Linked DNA regions of Sus scrofa: region 1 is linked to region 2. A link is a contact called in public Hi-C data. All regions are on one chromosome and are shown on one strand. Each heading gives the region's core, a stretch centred on a gene start, on an enhancer-like site or on the middle of the called end of the contact. The rest is flanking DNA. Distances are from core to core; before and after follow the strand shown. Region 1 has its middle 17 kb from the start of ABTB2. Region 2 overlaps CAT (catalase).

Evidence for each region. Hi-C and Micro-C count contacts between places; a contact is called where the count stands out from the background.
Region 1: a contact with region 2 is called in a Hi-C map of skeletal muscle, with 2.5 times the contacts expected there. The contact joins two enhancer-like sites. A contact is called at or near these places in 14 of 47 Hi-C or Micro-C datasets (blood, embryonic fibroblasts, fetal liver and 6 more) and 2 of 2 datasets of contacts at active chromatin or transcription factors (alveolar macrophages and skeletal muscle).

Annotation. Positions count from the first base shown.
Region 1 is chr2:26,560,296-26,565,680 of Sscrofa11.1, forward strand. No RefSeq gene overlaps it. Among named protein-coding and RNA genes, the nearest start is that of ABTB2, 17 kb to the right of the region's middle. Within about 2 kb of position 3,581, at least 16 of the 83 cell types and tissues checked have an H3K27ac peak or open chromatin away from gene starts, as enhancers often do. A contact at or near this core is called in omental adipose tissue and skeletal muscle, where this site is marked.
Region 2 is chr2:26,514,802-26,520,564 of Sscrofa11.1, forward strand. It overlaps CAT (catalase), which reads right to left. Exons shown (of 13, transcript NM_214301.2): 2 at 4,356-4,527; 3 at 3,118-3,228; 4 at 1,703-1,833; 5 at 1,010-1,114. Among named protein-coding and RNA genes, the nearest start is that of CAT, 16 kb to the right of the region's middle. Within about 2 kb of position 3,765, at least 6 of the 83 cell types and tissues checked have an H3K27ac peak or open chromatin away from gene starts, as enhancers often do. A contact at or near this core is called in omental adipose tissue and skeletal muscle, where this site is marked.

The DNA of each region.
Region 1 (5,385 bases), core at 2,331-4,830, 45 kb after region 2:
TACAATTATATTTGATATATCTGTATATTACTTACAAAAATTACGTCTACTTTGCATACTGCTCTGCAATATGACTTTTTTTAAAAAAAAAGTAGTGATATATGAGGAACATTTTTCCATACCTAGAAATATATTTGTACAATATCCAATATCTTTTCAATTGTCACAAGCTATTCTGTTAAATGGGTATTCAATTATTATTCTTATCCTTACCAAGTCTCTGCTTTTGGGCATTGATATAGTTTTTTTTTTTAATTTTTTGCTATTATAGATGGCACTGTATTAAACACCTAAGCTAACTTCTTCTTTTTCTTCTTTTTTTTTTGGCTGCACCAGAGGCATGTGGAAATTCTCCTAAGCTAGGGATCAAATCCATACCAAATCCACAGCAGCAACCTGTGCCACAGTACTGGCAACGCCAGATCCTTAACCTGCTAAGACACATGGGAACTCCTAGAGCTGATTTCTTGTGCACATCCTCAATAATTTCTTTAGGATAAATCCTCAGAGGTGATTGCTACGTCAAAATTATGCTTTGTTTTTAAGGCTTTTGATGAGGATGCTTTAATTGATCTCTGGGGAAAAAATTCATTCAAGTATATATTCATTTCCTTATCCTTTAAAGCACTGATTACTATTATTTTTTAGTTTGCAGTTTTCCTGCAATACTTTTTAAGACCCCCAAACCTGAATTTTTTTTTTTTTTTTTTAGGGCCACACCCGCAGCATATGGAGGTTCCCAGGCCAGAGGTCCAATCTGAGCTACAGCTGCCGGCCTCCACCACAGCCACAGCAATGCCAGATCCAAGCCGGGTCTGCAAACTACACCACAGCTCTCGACAATGCCGAATCCTTAACCCACTGAGCGAGGCCAGGGATCATATTTGCAACCTCATGGTTCCTAGTTGGATTCATTTCTGCTGTGTTATAGCAGGAACTCCCCAAACTTGATGTTCTTTGATGAGACACCCACAACACAGGCATGTGATATGTAGGAATTATTTACCTTTAACCTTTGGCTCCTGACCTTTTATATTAATTTTTCCTCAAGGCCTTCTCATGGTGGATTGGATTTTTGCCATGATGATATCTACAGAGGGAAGTTCTATTTTTTTTTTAAATTTTATTTTGTCTTGGAGTATAGTTGATTTACAAGGTTGTGTTAGTTTCAGGTGTATAGCAAAGTGATTCAGTTGTACATATACATACGTATACATATATCTATTCCTTTTCAGATTCTTTCCCATGTAGGTTATTACAGAATATTGAGGCCCTGTGCTATATAGTAGGTCCTTGTTGGTTATCTATTTTATACATAACAGTGTGTATCTGTTAATTCACAATTCCTAATTTATCCTCCCCCTCCCCACCTTTCTCTTTCGGTAACCATAGGTTTGTTTTCTGTGTCTGTGAATCTGTTTCTCTTTTGCTCGTAAGTTCACGTGTATCATTTTTTTAGATTCCACATATGAGCGATACCATATGATATTTCTTTCTGATTTCCTTCACTTAGTATAATCATCTCTAAGTCCACCCATGTTGCTGCAAATGGTATTATTTCATTCTTTCTTATGGCTAAGTAATATTCCACTGTATATATGTACCACATTCATCTGTCAAAGGACATTTAGGTTGCTTCTATGACTTGGCTGTTTTATTTATTTATTTTTTTTCCCACTGTACAGCAAGGGGGTCAGGTTATCCTTACATGTATACATTGCAATTACAGTTTTTCCCCCACCCTTTCTTCTGTTGCAACATGAGTATCTAGACATAGTTCTCAATGCTATTCAGCAGGATCTCCTTGTAAATCTATTCTAAGTTGTGTCTGATAAGCCCATGACTTGGCTGTTTTAAACAGTGCGGTAATGAACATTGGGGTGCAATATAGTGGGAGGTTCTTAATATCAGATTCTGATTTGGTTGTTTGGGAGCAGAGCTCCTAGATATTTTTGATCATCTAGGTGTGAGAACTGCTTTTTTTCAGACCAAAGTTTGTTTTAATATGAATAAATACACTGACCACATTCCTAGGTTAAAGCAAGACAGATGGTGCAATTGTCATCAACGTGCCTCGAGACTAATATTGAAATCTTTCAACATTCTTCGGTGTGTTGTTTACTCAATTATTCCACATTTACTCACCACTTACTAGATTCCTGACTTATGTGCTAGGCATATAATGATAACTAATAATAAGCCCAGCTCTACAGAATCTTGGGCTGAAGGAAAAGCAGATCAGTAAACAGGTAAATCACCATGCAATACGAAATATGCTATTGAAGCATTTTATTGCATGTCAGGAGAGCACAAATTGCTATGTGAGGAAATCTGAACATTATATAACTTTTAGTTCATCCATTTACTCCATAATACTTCCTAGAGCCAAGCTCTGTACTTTTATTTTCAAAATGTATTTTTTAATCTATGTTTCAGTACTAATATTTTTTTTATCTTTTGAGGACGCATCTGTGGCATATGGAAGTTCCCAGACTAAGGGTTGAATTGGAGCTGCAGCTGCTGGCCTACACCAGAGCCACTGCAATGCCAGATCCGGGCCATGTCTGTGACCTGCACCACAGCTCGTGGCAGTACCAGATCCTTAACCTACTGAGTGAGGCCAGGGATTGAACCCGTATCCTCATGGATACTAGTGGGATTCATTACCACGGCACCACCTGGGAACTCCGAAATGTTTTGTTTTTTATTGTAACAAAGTAATACATACTACTTTTAGAAAGATCAAATAATATAGGCAAGCCCTCCAAAAAGGATACTTTGAAACCATACTTTCATCTGCTTTATCTACCTGGAGCCACTATTAGCACTTTAAGTTTTTTTTCTATTTTTTTTTAACAAAAGTAGGATCAAAACATATATGTTTTATAATCTACTTTTTTCGTTTAATATATGGTGAACATATTTCAAGATAAAAGATGATTTCTACCACATTATTTTAAATGGTTCCATGTTATTCTATTCTATTCTCTGATTTATTTTAGCCATCTGCTATTGTTAGACATTTATATTGTTTCTGTCTTTTTACAATCACTAACAATACCAGATGGATTTTTTTTTTTTTTGGTTGCTAAATATCTGCGTTCATTCTTAATTGCTTACCACAAATTTTAAGGAGTGAAATCACATAACATCTGAAATGCTTTGCTTGTAGTCAGGTTTAGAGGTAAATGACCACACAAGATATCTCCCAGCTTGGCTGCTTTCTGTGGTCTTGGGTTTTAGTCCTAGCAGCTGTAGATTAAATGTAATCAAAGGAGCATGTGACATGGGCCAAAGTTCAATGGCTTTTATCCCTGCAGCAGGCTGGAGGGTATCACCTTGCTATAAAAGAGGCTGATAATTAATTCTGAACATGATGTCTTCTTGAAGCCTGATTGGCAGGTTGCCTAGGATAACTTGGAGACTCCCTCCATAGTCGGGTTTATTTTTTTTAGATATTTTTTCTGATAATGATGTTTGTATCTCAAACTATCTAAGTGCACTCTTGGCAAGGTTCTGCTTGGGCCGTGTTTAGCTGTGGCTTGCCAAGACCATGGGTCTATTTCTTGCTGCAAACTCTTACATAATCTTGGTCTGCTCCAAGCTGACTGTTAGCATGTCAACTCTGCTCAAATAAAGAGCAGCTTGCTCTCTGGGGCTTATATTCTTATTCAAAGAAAATGAGAAGCAGGATAATGAGGTGGGAGATTCCTTCCATGAGAAGCAGTGAGTGACCAGAGACTTCGGCAGGTGCTTTGTGGGCATCAGGGTACAGCAACTCCAACACAGCTCCCTGGATCTTCTGGTTTCCAGGGTGCCTGGGGGTGATGTAACCCAATAGTTACGAACTGTTAGAAACAATTGAGGAGTCAGATTACAGAGAACTAGGAGATATAGCCCCTAAGCGTTCCACTAGGTCCCCTTAGGAACGAGTTTCCAGACTAAGTCTGAACAAGAGCCAATTTTATTCTACCTTCAACACTCTGAAAAGGCTGATGAATTTCAACTGCACAGCATTCTGGAAAAGGCAAACCTATGGAGACAGTACAAAGATGAGTGATTGCTAGAGGCTGGGGAGAGGGATGGAAAACAAATAGATGGAGAACAGAGAATTTTCAGGGCAGTGAAACTATTCTGTATGACACCATAATGGTGGATACATGTCGTTACACATCTGTCCAAACCATAGAAGCTACGATATCACAGTGAACCGTAATGGAAACCATGGACTCTGGGGGATAATGATGTGTCAAGTTCATCAGTTCCAACAAATGGACCACTGTGGTGAAGGTCGTTGTTAATGGGGGAGGCTATATGTACATAGGAGACAGAGTCGATGGGAAATCTCTGTACCTTCCTTTCAGTTTTACTAAAACAGCTCTAAAAAAGAAAAAAAAAAAATGACAGCCTTCCTAATCAGTATCCTTACACCAAATGTTCCTGAAGAATATCAGAGAACAGGTTGTAATAGGACTTCCCTGTGGCCTAGCAGATAAGGATCCAGCATTGTCACTGCTGTGGCATGGGTTTGACCTTGGGAACTTCTGCATGACACAGGTGCAGCAAGAAAGAAAGGAAGAAATAAAGAAAGAAAAAGAGAAAGAGAGGGAGGGAAAGGAAGGAAGAAAGAGAGGGAGGGAGAGGGGGAAAGAAAGAAAGGAAGAAAGAGAGAAAGAGGGAGTTCCTGTCGTGGCTCAGTGGAAATGAATCTGACTAGTGTCTGTGGGGACACAGGTTCACATCCCTGGCCTTGCTCAGTGGGTTAAGGATCCGGCATTGCCGTGAGCTGTGGTGTAGGTTGCAGATGTGGCTCTGATCTGGCTCTGGCATTGCTATGGCTACGGCGTAGGCCAGTGGCTAGAGCTCTGATTCAACCCCTAGTCTGGGAACCTCCACTTGCCTCAGGTGCAGCCCTAAAAAAAAAAAAAAAAAAAAAAAAAAAAAAAAGAAGGGAGAGAGAAAGAAAGAAAACAGATTGTGACAAACTCACATATGAGAGGCTGAGTCAAATGGCATTTACTCTTGTCATTAAAATGCCAGAACGGACACTAAGACTGTCGCAATCTGAGTCATCACCTTATAAATTGTCATTAAACAGTAAACAAGAATAAAGAATATTGATTCTGTTTCATCTGCCCCCATGTGGACAGCTTCCTTGTGAGGTTGTAATGAAGTCGTAAGGCAATGGGAAGAGCTACTTCATTCAGTTATGTTTCAATTGTTGACTAAGTGCTTGGGGTTACTTCTCCTAGTCGCTGGCCTAAAGGACATATCTTTTTGCAATCCTGATTCCTTTCTAGCTAATCTATCTGATTTTTAATCTCCTTTGCTTAAGAGAGAAAAAGTGTTTTAAATGTCCTAAATCATAGTTTTTTGTGAGTATAT
Region 2 (5,763 bases), core at 2,515-5,014:
CGGAGCTACAGCTGCCAGCCTACATCACAGCCACAGCAATGCCTGATCCTTAACCCACTGAGCGAGGCCAGGGATCGAACCCACAACCTCATGGTTCCTAGTTGGATTCATTTCCACTGCGCCATGACAGGAACTCCCAAATTTTTCAGTTTTAATTGAAACATCTTGTATTTTTAAGACAGCCTTAAGTTTCCAGAAAACTCCCTTAATGGCATGGAATATGCTAGCCAAGTACCCACAGGTAGGGTTACCACTGATGAAAAAAATAACAAACTAAAGAATTTTAAAGCAGAATGATATAGAAATCATTAACCTCATGGCTCAAAATTCTGGAAAAAAAAAGCTAAAATGATTGTTATTTAACTTGTTATTAAACTTGTTATTTAACTTGTTACTAAATTTTAATTTAATAAAATTTGTTTGGGGGGGTTCCCGCTGTGGCTCAGCTGAAATGAAACCGACCAGTATCCATGAGGATAAGGGTTTGATCCCTGGCCCCACTCAGTAGGTTAAGGATCCAGCATTGCCATGAGCTGCAGTGTAGGTAGCAGATGAGGCTCCAAGCTGGCATTGCTGTGGCTGTGGTGTAGGCTGGCAGCTGCAGCTCCTATTTGATCCTAGGCTGGGAACTTCCTTATGCCATGAGTATGGCCCTAAAACTAAAAAAAAGAAAGGAAAAGAAAATTTGTTTGGTACTATTTCCCCCTCACTTCCCTAATGCACCTAATGCAGAAACTTTACCTATTAGAGACTTGAATCTTGAATATTGCTAAATATCAATTGATAATGGTTCTATCATCACATAAGGTCTATGGATGAGGGGAAATTAATAAAATCAGTCATTTTAAAACTCTTTGAGGATCAAGAAATCAGAGGGAGCCTCTCAGAAAGAAAGTCAAAGACTAATTCTAATAACATAGCCAAAACTGGAGAACAATGTATGAGGCATAATTAACAGTTCCATGCCAGGTGATATGTCATAATATAATGAAAAAAGCAGTGTTCCCACCTGATGCAGAGACTCAGGACGTAGGCTCCAGAAGTCCCAGACCATGTCCGGATCCTTCAGGTGTGTCTGAGGGTTTCTCTTTTGGCTGTGGATAAAGGATGGAAACTAAATGGAAAAAAAGAGAAAAAAAATCAAAAAATTTTTACAGGAATTTTGGTGTCTTGTACTATATACTGCCTTATTCTAGGTTTACAGATTATAACTCTAAACAATATAATCTTAGACTTTTAAACCACCAAACCCTAAAATGAAATTTACCCTCTACATGTTTCTAGAGTAACATGTTTCTCTTTGTATTCACATTCCAAACTCAGCAAGGAAAACTAGACTATTCCCATAAAGTCAATGAATCCTGAAACTAAGACCAATGACAACTCTTGTTATTTAAGCTTATAAACATGTATTAAATATAGGGGAGTGGGGAAAGTGTTTAAAAAGGCAATCCAGCCGACCCAAATTCTCTTCTTTCTGCTTTTCCCAGAAATGCCAATCTATACAGAGTATTTGAAATCAGGGGCTTTCTCTGGCCACACCTGCGACATGCAGAAGTTCCCGAGCCATGGATCGAACATGTGCCCCAGCTGTAACTGCAGGGACAGTGCCAGATCCTTAACCCGCTGAGCCACCAGGAAACTTCTGAAATCAATTTAAATCAGCAAATATCTGCAGAGTGCAAAATACTTTGTCACCTACCAATATGGCATCTCTGATGAAGAAAATAGGGGTATTATTTCCAACGAGATCCCAATTACCATCCTCTGTGTAAAATTTCACTGCAAACCCACGAGGGTCACGAACTGTGTCAGCTGAGCCCGATTCTCCAGCTAGAAAATTCAAACAGGAAAAATGAAACCTATGCCAGAGTACTTTGCACCCAAGAAGCCTACAATTATAAAGAAACATTGGGATCTATCCTTTCCAATGCATTTTCTAGAAGTAAATTAGGTTATTTAAGTGCCTGGGTTATTATTTCTACTACCCACAGCTAATTCAGACTGAAAGTAAACAAAAGAACTAATTGAGGTAATAAGAGAGTCTATATAATAACAGCTGAAAACTGTTATTTAACCATTTAACATAATAAGATAGATTCGTTCAACAGGTAATTAAAATTTAAATTAAAATAAGGGAAGAGAATAATTATGAAGATTAAGGTCATGAACAAAGAGAATAAGTGAGCTGTCAAAATTATGAGGTTGGCGTTCCCATCATGGCGCAGCAGAAACGAATTCGACTAGGAACCATGAGGTTGCAGGTTCGATTCCTGGCCTCGCTCAGTGGGTTAAGGATCCAGCATTGCCGTGAGCTGTGGTATAGGTCACAGACATGGCTCGGATCTGGCATTGCTGTGGCTGTGGCATCAGCCAGCAGCTGCAGCTCCGATTAGACCCCTAGCCTGGGAACCTCCATATGACTTGGGTGAAGCCCTAAAAAGATAAGAGACGGAAAAAAAAAAAAAAATGAGGTTAATATTAAGAAAATGAGTCAGAACCTAAGTTCTTAGTCTTAATTTCCTTTATTTTTGCATTCCATAGTATTTTTATTTTTTAATTTTTTTCCACAGTATTTTTTAAATCTACAGACTCATGCAGAAACAGAATTAATCAGGGATTGTGGTGTGTTATGATATAACAGATAGAATCTAACTGTTACTAGCTCTGTAACGTAAGAAAAATCACTCACTCTGAAACAGAAATAACCCCCCCTTGCAATGCAGATCTACAGATTAAAAGTAAGAACAGTAAAGCACCAACCGTGGATAGCACAGAGTTAATTCTCAGTAAACAGTGGCTGTTATTGTGGCTGTTGAGTAAGAACCCCACTCTATGCTACTGTTTGAAGCAACCACTTGTAGGAAAAATTCTTTCCAAATGTCACAGAATTGCAGAGACGGCCTCTGCCTAAGTGTGATTTCCCAAGACCTCAAAAAACAGAATTATAAGCAACTTCCTACATGTCTTGAAATACTTTTTACTACTATAAAACCTTGCTATAGTTTGGAGAGGTGCTTGCCTCATACTGCCTAACATTTTTCTTGAAATTGAGTTATGATGCTCCAGATACGATCTAGCTTTAATAACAGCAGTGATGTAAACAGACTGACTTACCAACGGTGGAGAAACGAACTGCAATGGGTGTCCTCTTTCCAACGTGCTCAAACACCTTCGCCTTCGAGAATCTGGTAATGTCGTGTGTGACCTCAAAGTAGCCAAAAGCCCCTGGTGAGAAAGCCACAGAAATCCTCACCACAAGACTGTCCCTCAGGGGAGCTCCTGTCGTGGCTCAGCAGTTAACGAACCCAACTAGGATCTATGAGGATGGATGCAGCTTTGATCTCTGGCCTTGCTCAGCGGGTTAGGGATCCGGTGTTGCCATGAGTTGTGGTGTAGATTGCAGCTGTGGCTCGGATCTGGTATTGCTGTGGCTGTGGTGTAGGCCAGCAGCTGTAGCTCTGATTGGACCCCTTGCCTGGGAACTTCCATATGCCAAGGGTATGGCCCTAAAAAGCAAAAAAAAAAAAAAAAAAGACTGTCACTTGTCACTCAGGCCATCAGGCCCTCAATAGTCATCTGGGATCTGGGTGACAAGAAAACAGGTGATTTAGCACTGGCCTCCTGGGAGCTTCAGATATGCTGGGAGAAGGGGAGATATCCAAACACCAAGATATGAGAGCTAAAAGCAAGGCTCTAGGATCATGCAATGCTTAGCTGAGTGCTAGACAGCTGGGGCCAAGAGGAGGAGGAGAGGAGAGGGGCCGGAAGGAGCTAGTCAAGGTCACCCAAGGACACAGGGCCTGAGAGGCCCTTAAGTACAGGTAGGACCTAGGAGAGAAAGAATGGGGGAGGGGGGCGGAATACAGGGAAAGATTCGGATGCCTCCGTGTTAAGTAACAAACTGAACAGCATATCAAAGTAATAAAAACAAGATAACATTTTTACAAGTTTTGGACAGAAAGGAAAAATCACCACAAACCCACCATGCTAACACCACCATCCTCGATTTTGCCCAGTTCATTACAGTATGTATCCAGTTAAGTACACCATCTAAATTTAATGACAATTACAGTATGCCTGCGTATTTCCGTATTTTTCCTTCTTCACTAAACTGCCTAACAGAATAAAAGGAAGATTATTTTATTTTCAATAAGATATTTTTTATATAATGGGCAATCCAGAGAAATAACCACCCCTTATGTACTGACTCCTCTCTTGATGGGTATTTTTTCCTTTCTATCAGGAACGGAGATTCGGTACATCTATTAAAGGAGCTCTGATCCTCTGAGAGTTCATTTTTAGCCCAAGTGTTAGGTAACAGTTCTTTTATGGCAAACAAACAGAGCTCTCACCTGCTCCTTTGGCATGCACAACTCTCTCAGGAATTCTCTCCCGGTCAAAGTGAGCCATTTCATCAGTGAAAACCACATCCTGAACAAGAAGGGGCCCTCGGGGCCCTGCTGTCAGAATATTGAGTTTGTCTCCTATCGGATTCCCAGAGCCGGTGGTCAGGATATCAGGTTTCTAAGTGAACAGGAGAGGAAAAGAATGCAAGAGAGTCAGGAAAACCACACTCTTCATTTCCAAGGTCAGAGGGTACCTCGTTTTCATTTCTTACACCTTCTGTCCAAATTCTTTTTCAATTTCCAATGGCCAAAGTGCTAAGATACAACAAGACGTGCTATTGCCTGACACTGATAATCAGGGCTCAACATTCCTAAGAAATGCTAAGAATTCTGCCCTGAGAAGCAGATGGCAGGAAGATGGCTGAATAAGCCACCAACTGTCTCCACCCCTGCTCTAGGTCCACCCACTAGGTCCACACAGGAAACCCCAGAAAGGGATCCCCTGAAAGGGATCATATGTGCTTAACACAGAATGTCCAGACTAACAGGGAGACAACGGTCTCCTACGAAGCTCCCCTGTTAGTACTTTATTCGGACCTTACAGATGCGTCCTGGCTGCTGATGTCAAGGCAGGTCATCCTGAACAGGGCCTTCATCTCTCTCAAGCAGTGTATACCAGCTATTTGAAACCTCTCTTTTCAATTCCAAAAAAAAAAGAAAAGAAAAAGTCGATGATATCTACTATGGAAAACAGTATGGAGGTACTTCAGAAAACTATATAGAACTACCATATGACACAGCAATCCCACTCTTGGGCATATATCTGGACAAAACTTTCCTTGAAAGAGACACATGCACCTGTATGTTTATGGCAGCACTATTCACAAGAGCCAAGACATGGAAACAGCCTAAATGTCCATCACAGATGATTGGATTAGGAAGATGTATTTATACACAACGGAATACTACTCAGCCATAAAAAAGAACAAAAGAATGCCATTTGCAGCAATATGGATGGAACTAGAGACTCTCAATACTAAGCAAAGTAAGTCAGAAAGAGAAAGACAAATACAATATGATGTCACATATCTGGTATCTAATATACGGCACAAACGAACCTTTCCACAGAAAAGAAATGCATGGACTTAGAGAACAGACTTACGGCTGCCAAGGGGCGGGGAGACGGAGTAGGGAAAAAAAAAGTCAATGCCTTTTGTTGCCACTGACAATAAATAGTTACTACTAGAGTTCCCGTCATGGCTCAGGGGAAATGCATCTGACTAGTATCCATGAGGACGCAGGTTCCATCCCTGGCCTTGCTCAGTGGGTTAAGGATCCAGCATTGCCATAAACTGTGGCGTAGGTCACAGACAAGGCTCGGATCTGGTGTTGCTGTGGCCGTGGTGTAGGCCGA